Regions from separate parts of the Sus scrofa genome. Here region 2 is linked to region 1. Evidence: chromatin contacts called from public HiChIP or PLAC-seq data. All regions are on one chromosome and are shown on one strand. Each heading gives the region's core, a stretch centred on a gene start, on an enhancer-like site or on the middle of the called end of the contact. The rest is flanking DNA. Distances are from core to core; before and after follow the strand shown. Region 1 overlaps RAD51B (DNA repair protein RAD51 homolog 2). Region 2 overlaps RAD51B (DNA repair protein RAD51 homolog 2).

The links. HiChIP or PLAC-seq counts read pairs in DNA pulled down with a chosen protein or histone mark.
Region 2: an H3K27ac HiChIP or PLAC-seq map of skeletal muscle shows a contact between it and region 1. The contact joins two enhancer-like sites. A contact is called at or near these places in 2 of 47 Hi-C or Micro-C datasets (liver and skeletal muscle) and 1 of 2 datasets of contacts at active chromatin or transcription factors (skeletal muscle).

What each region holds. Positions count from the first base shown.
Region 1 is chr7:92,194,728-92,200,360 of Sscrofa11.1, forward strand. All of the region lies in intron 11 of RAD51B (DNA repair protein RAD51 homolog 2), which reads left to right. Among named protein-coding and RNA genes, the nearest start is that of ZFP36L1, 300 kb to the right of the region's middle. Within about 2 kb of position 1,529, at least 31 of the 83 cell types and tissues checked have an H3K27ac peak or open chromatin away from gene starts, as enhancers often do. A contact at or near this core is called in liver and skeletal muscle, where this site is marked.
Region 2 is chr7:91,944,261-91,950,053 of Sscrofa11.1, forward strand. All of the region lies in intron 8 of RAD51B (DNA repair protein RAD51 homolog 2), which reads left to right. Among named protein-coding and RNA genes, the nearest start is that of RAD51B, 350 kb to the left of the region's middle. Within about 2 kb of position 2,236, at least 42 of the 83 cell types and tissues checked have an H3K27ac peak or open chromatin away from gene starts, as enhancers often do. A contact at or near this core is called in liver and skeletal muscle, where this site is marked.

The DNA of each region.
Region 1 (5,633 bases), core at 279-2,778:
GGGAAGCATGGCCCTGCTGATACCTTGACTTTGGACTTCTGGCTTCCAAAAGAATAAATTTCTGTTGCTTAAGCCCCTCAGCTTATGATAATTTGTTGTAGCAGCCCCAGGAGACAGATACAGACTTGTTGCACAGAGAGAGGTGGGGGGACTGGAGGGTGGGAGGATCTGGTGGTCTCGAAAACCAAGTTCATTCCTGGATCTGCTGCTGGTGTCCCAGGTGAACTTCCTTAACTTTGCGCTGTGGGTCTCTTTCCTCCAGTGTCCCTCACATGCTTGATCCTCCTGGCTGAGAGCAGGGCTCACGGCTCACTCAAGGCGGCTACTCAGAGTCTGGGGTCAGATCAGACACTCCCGCCTATTTTATTTTATTTTATTTTATTTTATTTTATTTTATTTTATTTTGTCCTTTCTATGGCTGCACCCGTGGCACATGAAGGTTCTCAGGCTAGGGGTCTTATCAGAGCTGTAGATGCTGGCCTACGCCACAGCCACAGCCACAGCAACACAGGATCCGAGCTGCGTCTGTGACCTACACCACAGCTCACGGCAATGCCGGATCCTTAACCCACTGAGCAAGGCCAGGGATGGAACCCGCAACCTCCTGGGTCCTAGTCGGACTTGTTAACCACTGCGCCACGACGGAAACTCCTCCCCCCTGTTTTAAACGGTGGGACTAGTAATGACCTCACTACTTCTAGAAGGTTTAATACATACTAGATGTGTTTATGGACATTATCTCCCTTGATCCTCAGAATAATCCTACAAGGTTAGTACTCACATCCCCATTCCACAGATGAGGAGGCTGAGGTTCCGAGAGGTCCTGTAGCCTGTTCAAGGTCATTCAGCCAATGAGCCCAGGTCTATCTTTACTCAATCCACAGAATTACAGAAGGTTCAAGCCTCACAAAGATGGTGGACCCAGAGTCCCACAGCATCCCACAGCGCCTGGCTGGATGGCAAAAGTGGATTTTTGTATATTAGCAGCACTGCCACTAAAGTTGGATGACAGATTAACTGAGATTAAAGTTGCTGAGAGGACCAGGTTAGACCCTGCTCACAGCAGAGGGACAGCAAAACATCCAACTTCTGGGGAAATCTAGTCACAACTGAGACCCATCTCGGCCCCAAGGCCCCAAGGCCCCAAGCCTTTCTCCTCTCTCCCCAAGTTGGAGGGGTAGGCAAAACTCCTAACCAAGTGGCTTCCGCCGAGTGAGAATCCTGGACAGTCCACACACAGAGGACACATCCACAGAGCTCCCTCCCCCCAACCACAGCCAGGACCAAGAAGAGAGGAAACAGACCAAGAGAAGGGCTCCAGAAAGGCCTGTCCTAAGCAGGCTGGCTAGACTTGGGCGGGCTCTCCATGCCGGGAGTCCCCCTGCCTTTCACAGAGTCCCCATCAGAGTTTTAGGAGATCTGGGCTGATCCCCCCCCGCTGGCTGTGGCTTAGGCCAGGCCTGGCTAACGTGGCCGCTGCTTCCTCATCCTTCCAGTGCTCTGTATTGGAGGGAGAGCTGGGGCAGAGATGACCCCGGGGCCTGCCAGACTTCCTCCCACGCAGACCTCTGTGTGAGATAAAGGCAGGCAAGGCCGAGCCCCAGGACAGCCGCATAATAAATTCCCTCTGGCCCTCCCGGGCTCATTGTTCTAGTGCAGGAGTTGTTTTGAGTACGATCAAAAGGAAGGAAGAGCACTGTGCTATCAGGCTGGGGAAGAAGGATGCTCTCCTGACCGCTCCTGTTGCCCTTGGCCACCCTCATGTTAAATATGAGGAAACCGAAGGGCCATGTGCAGCCTAACCCCAACCGCGTGGCCAGGCGCATGGCCCTCTGGTGAGGCAGGGCTCCATCTGAAACATGCTGACACCCGTCGTGGTCGCCAGCCCTGGTCCTTTCACTCAGGCCGGAGCACAAGGTTGGAAGCAGTGTGGGGTGGGAGCCGGAAGTGGACTCTGGAGTGGCTGCCTTAGCTGTTGTTTACCCCCCAGGCTGAGAACTGAGGCGGTAAGGGCACAACACTTGGAAAGAATAGGCCACAAAAGGAACTTCCCGACTTTGGCTGGCTTGGTGCCTAGGGCTCAAGACAGTGAATAGCTCAAGTTCTCTGTGAACAGCTCAACTTCGGGTCCGTGGCCTTTTTCCTATGCTCTGCCCAGGTTCATGGGGCGGTGTGTGCCTTCAGGCCCCCCAGCCGGATTCCTGCCGGGAACTGGAGCAGAAAGCATGGCCTTCCTGCAGCTCCAACCGCAGAGGCAGGCAGGGAGGCGCTGAGGGTTCCTCCTCTCCGATGCACAGGCTCAGAGAGTCCTTGGCCTCTCAGACGCCTGCCCTGCCCAGTGCCCAGAGTCTGATTTGCCAGGTGCCCAGCTGTCGTGGCCTGGTCACCTTTGTCTGGGCTGGAGGCCATGTCTGAGCCATCAAAGGCGCCTCCATGGAAGAGGATGTCAATGTGCTTCCTCAACCAGAAAGGTGGTTTGAGCCCGGCCACAGCAGCCCAGGCAAACAAGCAGAAGCCTGTCAATGGAGAGACGGGGGCTGCTGGGAGATCAGACGACAACAAAATGAGAACCATTATCAGTCTCGTCCCAGCCCGAAGGAGGGAGAGCCTTTGAAGCCACAGACAGGCTGAACAGAACTTTCCACCTGAGAGACGCTGGAGATGGGAGGTCAGGCTGCACGCAGCCCCCACAAAACCTGATCAAAGCCTGCTGCAGAAGGGCGGGGGCCCACAGCTGCAGCCCCGCTCCCCCGACGGGCCCCCCCAGGGCTTTCTGCAGACAACGGGGCTGCCTCTGCAGGGGCCTGTGGGAAAACCCAGCGCAGATGCGCTGTGCAGCCAAACCCCCAAGCAGCACTGCTGGGAGAGGGGAATGCGAAACCCCTCAGTGGTCCTGAAAAGAAGAGGAAGGGACTCAAAGCATGCAGAAAATGCAAAGACCACCCACCTGAGGAGTGCCTACCTTTCAGAAACAAGTCACTCCCGGCTTCTGAAAGAACAAACAGGCCAACACGTCTGCTCAAAGTGCTGAGCAGAACATGGGGCTTTGTGGGAAGCCTGGCCCCTGTGAGCATCCGAAGCTTAAAGTGTGTTGGCCTCTGCGGTGCCTATTCTAGGGTTTCCTTGCAGCCACCTCCTCCCTGGCAACTGAGAAACAGCAAGAAGCCTCATTCAGGGAGGAACAGGGCCCAGTGTGGACGCCTCTAAGGCGCTTCTTCTCTGGCTGGATGGCGGTAGCTCCCAGGGAACATTCTAGGGGCCTCTTCTAGGCTGGATCTGGGATGGGGGCACTTGTGTCCGGCCTGCCTGCCTTGGTCCCTCTGGAACAGCTTCAGCCCACCGTGCCTGGCCCCGAGCCTCTTCCCTCCTGCCTGGAGCAGCACTTCATGGAGCCCACAGTTCGGTCTTTTCCGAAGTGGGTGCAACAGAGCAACGCCACCTCCACTGCGTTTTCCTTTTCCAGAGATTGAGAAGGCTCCTTCCTTCTCCCTCTGGGGGATGAGTTTGGAGGGAGGGTAGAAGCGGGTACTCACGTGGAGGCCTGGTTGGGGGGATTTGGGGAAGGAGGGCGTGTATGGAGGAGGAAGGTTGCCCAGGAGTGCGGGGGAAATCTGTGGTGAGAAAGTTCCAGAACCTCTGGTGTCACCAGCTGGCGGTCTTTCCAGAAGGGATGAACAGGGACTAGACCGAGGGCCTCAGGGGGGGACAGAATGGAGGATTGGAGCATCTCCTCCCCGCCCCCTTCTCCAGAGGCCACATCCTCAGGAGGGGAGGCAGCAGGGAGTGAGTAGCCGTCCGCCATTACTCAGAGGACATCTATACATGGTTACGGCTTTGCTGGTGAGGTGGGTGGGATTACCTCCATTTTACAGGTAGCCACACAGAGATTCCGAGAGGTGGCTGAGGCTCTCCCAGGACACACCTGGAAAGGTAGAGCCAGCACTCAGCCCCCGTTGGCCTGGCTCCAAAGCTCATAACCTTCCTGACTGGTTCTGGTCCTGCCCCGCCTCTCAAGGCTAGGCCTGCATTTGTTGACTTTCCACAAATATTTGTTAAATTGGATTCAACTGACTAGCTAAACACATGCAGGCCTCTTTCACACTGACCGAGAGGAATCCTTGAAGGGTCCAGGTTATGGAAGGAAATTCTCTGAGGCCCTAAATGAAATCCTGCTCTTGCTCTGAGGCGCACAGAGGCCTTTTTGGAAATTAATACCTAATAAAGTTGACGTGGACACCCAAAAAGATGAACAGGAGGGAACTGGATCAATGAAAAGCAGAGTAGGTAGGAGTTCCCTATGTAGCTTGGTGGTGGTGAACTCGACTAGTATCCATGAGGAGGTGGGTTCAATCCCTGGCCTCAGTCAGTGAGTTAAGGATCTGGTGTTGCTGTGAGCTGTGGTTAAAAAAAAAAAAAAAGTAAATAAAAATAAATACAAAGCAGAGTAGGCAGATAATAAAACTTCCCTGTGTTGTCTTTCTTTCTGGAGGCACACAGCTTTCAGAGGCCCTCATTCCATCTTCATCCCCCAGCCTCTCTGAAGGTGGCACAGCCGTGTGGATAGTCCCCCTCGTTTTAGGCAGAGACAGGTTTGGGTACAGAAAGCATTGGCAGTTTTCCTCCAGACAAACAGAGCACAGAGCTGAACTGGGAGCAGAGCCTCGTTCCCCAAACCTGTGAAGGGTGCTATTCTAGCTTTGTCTCCTGACCCAGCAATTAAAACCAGGTCCTTCTCTGAGATGTTGGGGGGAGAGGGAAAAGGCAGATGGTAAAGGAATGAGGGAGGCACAGCTGAAGACGTAGGCCCGGGTTTGGCCTGCACACAGTAAATCCCCCTTTGTTGGCCCATAGGCATGCTCTTTAATTTAGGCTTGTGTTCGTTCGTGTACATTAGCGGCTCTCACAGTCATGAGGACACAGACGCCTGAGCTGGGCCACTCACTTTAGGTAGAGCCACACCAGATGCTAAGCATCTCTGATGATGAAGGCAGGAAACTGCCGTCTGGGCTGACCCTCATCCAGGAAGGCCTGGTGGCCACAGGCGATGTTGAGGCTCAGACCCCTGGAGATGGGAAAGGAGACTTAATTGCAAAAGAGTCATCCTTTTTTGCAGGTGCATGTTCGATCATGTCATTTCTTGGCTTTAATAGTATAATATCAATAATCATTGCACATGGCTTCTTAATGGCTCTCCACTGCCAAAGAGCATAGGCTCAAATTCCTTCACTAGACCCCAGAGCCCTTTCATTGTGTGACTCCATCTGAGACCCCAGTTGTACGTCTTGCTCCTCTCCTAATTTCTGTGCAGTGGTTCCCAGCTTGTGAGCTGCAGGCCTGCAGGGGTCATGGAGTTTCAGCAAGGGGTTCCTAACTCTGTACACGCCATCAAATATGGGCTGTAGCCGGTGTCAATAGAGTGTCAGATTCAGGCTACTTTGAAAGGGTTGTCCACATTCCAGCAGCTCTTTGTCATTGAGTGTTTCTTGGGGGTACGAAAGTTCAACAACTCTTACAAGAAAGGAGCCTGCGTTGTGACAGTGGTTTCAAAACTGGGCTCTGAGGAACTCCTCAGAGAGTCCCCGAAGTGTAACTGGGGGGAGGATGAGGATGGAGCCAGAGCCGGTGGGACACCC
Region 2 (5,793 bases), core at 986-3,485, 250 kb before region 1:
AATGAACAGCCATGCAGGGGTTTCTGCGTCTTAGGATGTGCCCTGCAGATGCTTGTCCCAGCTCAGGAGTGCTCAGCTGTAATTGTCACGTCCTTTTGTCTCCAGCGTACTTTTAGAATTTAAACCAGTCATTAGCAAGGGGCATCACTGGTCATTGTAGTTGCCTGGAGCAACATGAATTTTAAAAAATTCTTTGTGATAAAAATCACCATCATCACTGTCGTCATCCCTTCTGGAAGGCCAAAATTAAGGCCAGTTATTAGAAGTAAACTGTCACAAGAACCTCCCGGTTAAGCGATTGTCTCACTTTTGAGTTGTGTCAATCCACAGGATTTGAGTCTTTGCGGGCTTTGATGAGAGTAACTCACTTCAAAAGGATCAGCAAGACAGAGATTTCTATTTCCATAGGCTGAGGGATTTCTAACAAGAAGCCATATTGTGGATAGTAGATTATAATAACAAAGGGGATTTTAAAATGCGGATGACACATTGACTTGGAATGTTTTCTCATCTGTATTTACTTACTCCTAAGTATGTTCCTTCGTGCGCTTTTTCTCAAGTGGATGGCCAGCTGTGGGCCACCTTTTTCTGCTCTCATGGCTCTATGCCCGCTTTCTTTCTTTCCTGAACCACTCTGCCTTCCTTCATCTAGTCTTGTGTTTTCTCTCTAAATCTTCTTTTCTCTTAACTCTATTTCATCTCTCCTTTCTTTTCCCTATTTGGTCTTACAGTTCATAGCTTTTTTTTTTTTTTTTTAAATGAAGTATAGTTGATTTACAGTGTTGTGTTCATTTCTGCTGTACAGCAGAGCTATTCAGTTACACACACACACACACACACACACACATTCTTTTAAAAATTCTTTTCCATTTCATAACTTCTATTCCTTTTCCTGAAATTCCTTTCTTTTCGCCTCCTCTAAATCAATGTTCTAGTGCCCTACTCCCAAGCTTCTTATCACTTCACGGTTAATCCCTAATGTGTTTACTGATCTGTGGGCCAAAAGGCAAAATCCCCAGGGCTCTCTCTCCATGCCAGCACGGTGAAAAGCAGCAGCTAGCATTGCTCAACAAATGCCTTGTGAACCATGACTCAAGGGATGAGAACTCTTTTGTCAGTGAAAGTTTACATGTATATGTCTGCATGTATAGCTAAGATGTATGACCGCATTCAGGCAGTTAGTTTGCTGAATGGGCAGACACTTGGAGTTTTCATTTTTCTGATAGGGAAGAGAATTAAACACCTTCGCCTAAATTTCTTTCTTAAGTTAATGGACGAGGTCCTGAGAAGTTACGTAAGGAAACCAGATGATATTAAAGAGAGAAACGGGGACAGGAGACCAGCAAGCAGTCAGGCATTAGTACATCCTGATCCTGCTGACACATTTTCGACAGCAGACACAAAGAACCTATTATGGGTGCGGTGATAGAACAGAAAGCAGAAGCAGGAAAGAGATGGCAATAAATGGGAATAAAATCCAAGCGATTGCTGTGTTTGACTGAAAGAAAGAAGAAAGAGGGAAGGGCGTACCAAACGTGGAAGGGCAAGAGAATGGAAGTAGAGACATACCAGTGGAGACAGATCAGAGATTCGAGACGCTTTTCTTGCCTCAATAAAACATTACACATTAAACAGCAAACAGGGAACATGTATTTATCCTACTCAGCCTCAGTGTCTGCAGGACTTTAAGGAATAAAAGCCCGACACTGTTAGAGTAGCATCTTTAAAAAAATGTCACTTCAGGAATCCAGTCCCCTATAAAAGATTTGGGAGAATGTGAGTCGCCCAAGTGAGAAGCAGTGGCAAGTGATACACATCTTAAGGAAAAGTGATTTCAAGTGGTATTGAGGGCTTCCCAGCTGTCAAAAAAAGAAGAGCAATAGGGTCCCATCCACCTTGCGTGCCGGGAAAGAGCAGACCCACCTAATGTTTGTCTAGTCCTGGGCCAGATGCTTTACATACCCTTCTAATTATAAGCCTCTCTGTACATAAAAGTGAAGCCAAGGGGCTGAGAATGCTACCCATTGGGAAGAAAAAGCAGAGGGAATTTGCGGAGCCAGTTCCTAAGGCTCAGGGGGAAATAACTTTGGTTTTGTCAAGTCAGAGCGAGCAGCCAAAGGCAGCAGCCATAGGAGCCTGTCTGAGGTAAATCACCCGGCGAGGTCTGTTCTGTCTTTATTGCAAGGTCAGGGACCATAGCCAGGCGGCCACATGGCTTCAACCGTGGAAATCCCCTAACTTTCCAACGGCTGCAGCCCCACAGCTCCGAGGTTTTACTCACAGAATGGCTCTCTTCCAGCTTTCAAATCTTTCCAAGTTGATTAATCATGTTCTTCTTCTGACTCATTCAGGCCTCTAGAAAATAGCTCTAGGTCCTGGAGGAGCCGTGCAGATCAAAGAGGTCAGATAAATTGGCCTGATGTTGGCCTATAGGAAAACCTAGAAGATACTGCCAAGAGCATTTAAGTATCTGTCCTCAGATGCCAGCATGCGGGCTATGGCCCTAGGCCATCAGCTCATTCATGTATTTGAAATAGGGTGGGGGGGGTGGGGGGTTCACTTGTGTTAGGAAATGGGGCTGTGAGTGGGAATTTTGATTTTTTTAATGTAAGGTTAAGTATTGTAGGCCTCTTAGTAGACAGCTTATTTTTCTATTTATTTAGATGGACTAAAGGTCAGAATAGAACCCTCTGGTGACAACGGCACCCACTCATACAGGGCTGTTATTTGTCAGGCACCATACTGGTTGTTGCCCTAAGAGACCACATTCACAGACTGAGAGGTCAGTTCTGGTTGTCTAAGCCAAGACCACTTACATTGATGACATTATTTTGTCTGGCTGATATTCCTTCTCATGAAGTTTATTTTAGAAGAAATGTTTAGTTTTAGATTCATGACGCACTTAGCTATCCTGGAAAGTCCACTTCTCTTGCTTTGGGGATGCGTTTAGTCATTCAGCTCACGGACACTTACTGCTAATTACCAGGACCTGAGTGTTCCCGTCTTTGGGAAGAAGACATCACCTCTGACGGCAGTTCAGCGTTGTGTTAGTGCTTTGTGATTGGCATGAGCGAAATACTTGGGAAAGCATGGGAGCGACAGCAAATGTTTCTGCAAAGGAAACACTGGAGTGGAAACTTCAAGAATAGGTAGAACTTTCTCAGATGGACAGAAGTGGGAGGAGCATCACCAATGGAGGGAATGGCTTGTGGGAAAGGGAACAACAGCATGCTTAGGTAGAAGACGTTTTAAAAATGGAGTTGTGGCAAAAGATGAGCTCAAGTGTGTTAAGTTGGGCTAAGAGTCTGGTGGACCTTGTGGAGCATACTAAGGCCTTCCCCTGTAAGCACGTCTGAAGTTGTAAGAAAGAATAACCTCATTTGATTGTGTTTTCAGGAAGCGAATTCTGAGGGTCGTGTGGGGTGGGAGAAAAGGGTCACAAAAAGGGACCAGCTGGAAAGTGGGAGTAGGAGGAGCAAAGGTGAGGGGCAGACTTGAGAGGCACCTTGGAAGTCAAATGGGCGGACAGTGACTGCTTGGATACAGATGTGGGTGTTTAGACGATGCCCCAGATTAGGGACTCAGAAAAAGCATGACGCTGTCGATGAGAAATTAGGAGGAAGACCAGCCTCGGGGAGTGACGAGGTTCCTTTGTGACATGCTGAGTTCAAATTAAGGTGCCAGTGAGAGGTGAGTACTTGGAGATGATTAGAAATGAAGCTGAAGAGGAAGGGGGCCAAGGACAGTAGAGAGTGTATTCTGTGTAGATTGTAGGTCAGGAATCTGTTCGTGCTATGTAGATTTTTAGGAATCTCTCCCTGGGTGTTTGGCAACCATATTGGTTGTTTCTGTGGCAGAACACACTTTGGATTATGTTATTTTCCTACACGTGACTAACTTCTTTTTTTTTTTTTTTTAAATGAGGTTGGAAGCCTCAGCCAAACACTAGCAGGACACTGACCCCTTTTAGGCCATTATCTGCATGTGCTTCTTTGGGAAGGAGTTGGGGAGTCGTTCTTGGAGGCACAGAAACACATGTTCCCACTCAGCTTTCCCTGGCTGACCTGAATTCCAAGTGACTGCTGGCCCTAGAGAGACTTGCAGACATCTACACAAAAGGAGTGTCATTTGTATGCAGCCCTGAGCTAATTGTATCAATCTGTCCCTTAAGTCTCTGAGAAGGCACACATGTTGCTTCTCCAGTTTGCACCCATTTTCAAGGACACCTGTATGACCCTTCATCACATCAGCTGACCCCTCCCCCTTTTACTCACCTGCTATTTCAATTATGTGAGCAGAGGTGCATCTGCCTCAACACTCCCTGTCCTGGGATATTGCTTCAGAAGAAGATTATTGGGGAAAACATTTCTGCTTTTGAGGCAACTCGGGGATTTAAATCTCTTCCAGCCTACAGAACACCTGGATTCAAGTATCTATTCCCTTCTGACTCTGGAAAAATGAACTGCGTCTTGAATTGAAGCTCATAAGCACATTGAAAAACCGAGCGCCTGTTTCCTCCTGCTGTTCACTGAAGCAATGAAAAAAAAATAAACCAATTCAAGTAGTCCAGAGCCAGTTTTAAGTATCACAAGATAAGAGCAGTGTACCCGGACTTAGGAGCCTGGTTTTAGTGCCATGTGCATAACTGGCTCATGCAGGCTCCTGAAGCCAACTGCCTCGCAAATGCCAGACTTCCTGTTTGTGATGATAATTATATATATATATATATATATATATATATATATATATATATATATATATGAAAAACCAGCCAGCACTTATACTCTTGTTTCACACTGCCCCTAACTTCCAGCACCTCACACCCATGAGATCTGTGCTAAATATTTGTTAACTGGTTGAATGATCCAAGTTGTGGAGGTTACTTAATATATAAAGACTTCTGAGCTCCTCAAATGCAGTCAGGCTTGCTGACAACAAAGGAGGATGCACCCGATGATCGAAGGTCACGAGAAGGCACTCATGGGCTCTGCCGGCCCGCAGACATATTTTACTTAACGCTTCCAATAATGTCATTGAGAAAATATGAATTCAGCGTCAATATGAACAAATGGAGAGATAGCATCATTAAAGAAAAAAAAAAATCCAGCTTCTGACTTCTCTTGAAAATTGGAACATCTGGCAACATTGGGCTGCCTTCTTGCAGGTTGACGGTTGATTGGACACGCATGGCTGCTACTTGCATTAGAGTGGGTGTGCCTCTTCCATTTCCGAAGGTTCCCCCGCTGCTCCCTTCATTTAAGACTTGAAGCACCTCACTCAGGTGTTTCATGCCTCTGCCTCTGAAGGCTTTTCTTTGTAGACATCTACCAGCAAATTACTTAGAGAACTTACAAATTGGCATGATATTGTGAAAACATTTTTAGCATTTTTGTTGAGATATAATTCACTCACCATGAGGTTTACCCATTTAAAGTTGTATAATGAAGTATGTTTTTGTCTTAAGATTGTGCAACTATTGCCGCTATCAAATTTTAGAACTTTTGCATTCCCCAAAGAAATTCAATACCCATTGGCAGTCACTGCCTATTCCTTCCCCTGCCCCAAGCAATCACTGATCTACTGTCTGTCTCTGTGGCTTTGCATTGGTTCTACTTTTTAGCAGTCATAAATGATGGTGCTAATGAACATTTGTATACAAGTTTTTGCAAGGGCATATATGCTTTCATTTCTCTTGCGAATCTGCATAGGAGGAGCAACGTTGGGTCTTAGGTGAAGTCTATATTTTGACTTTTTGAGGAACTGCCACATTGTTTTCTAGTGTTTTCCATGTTA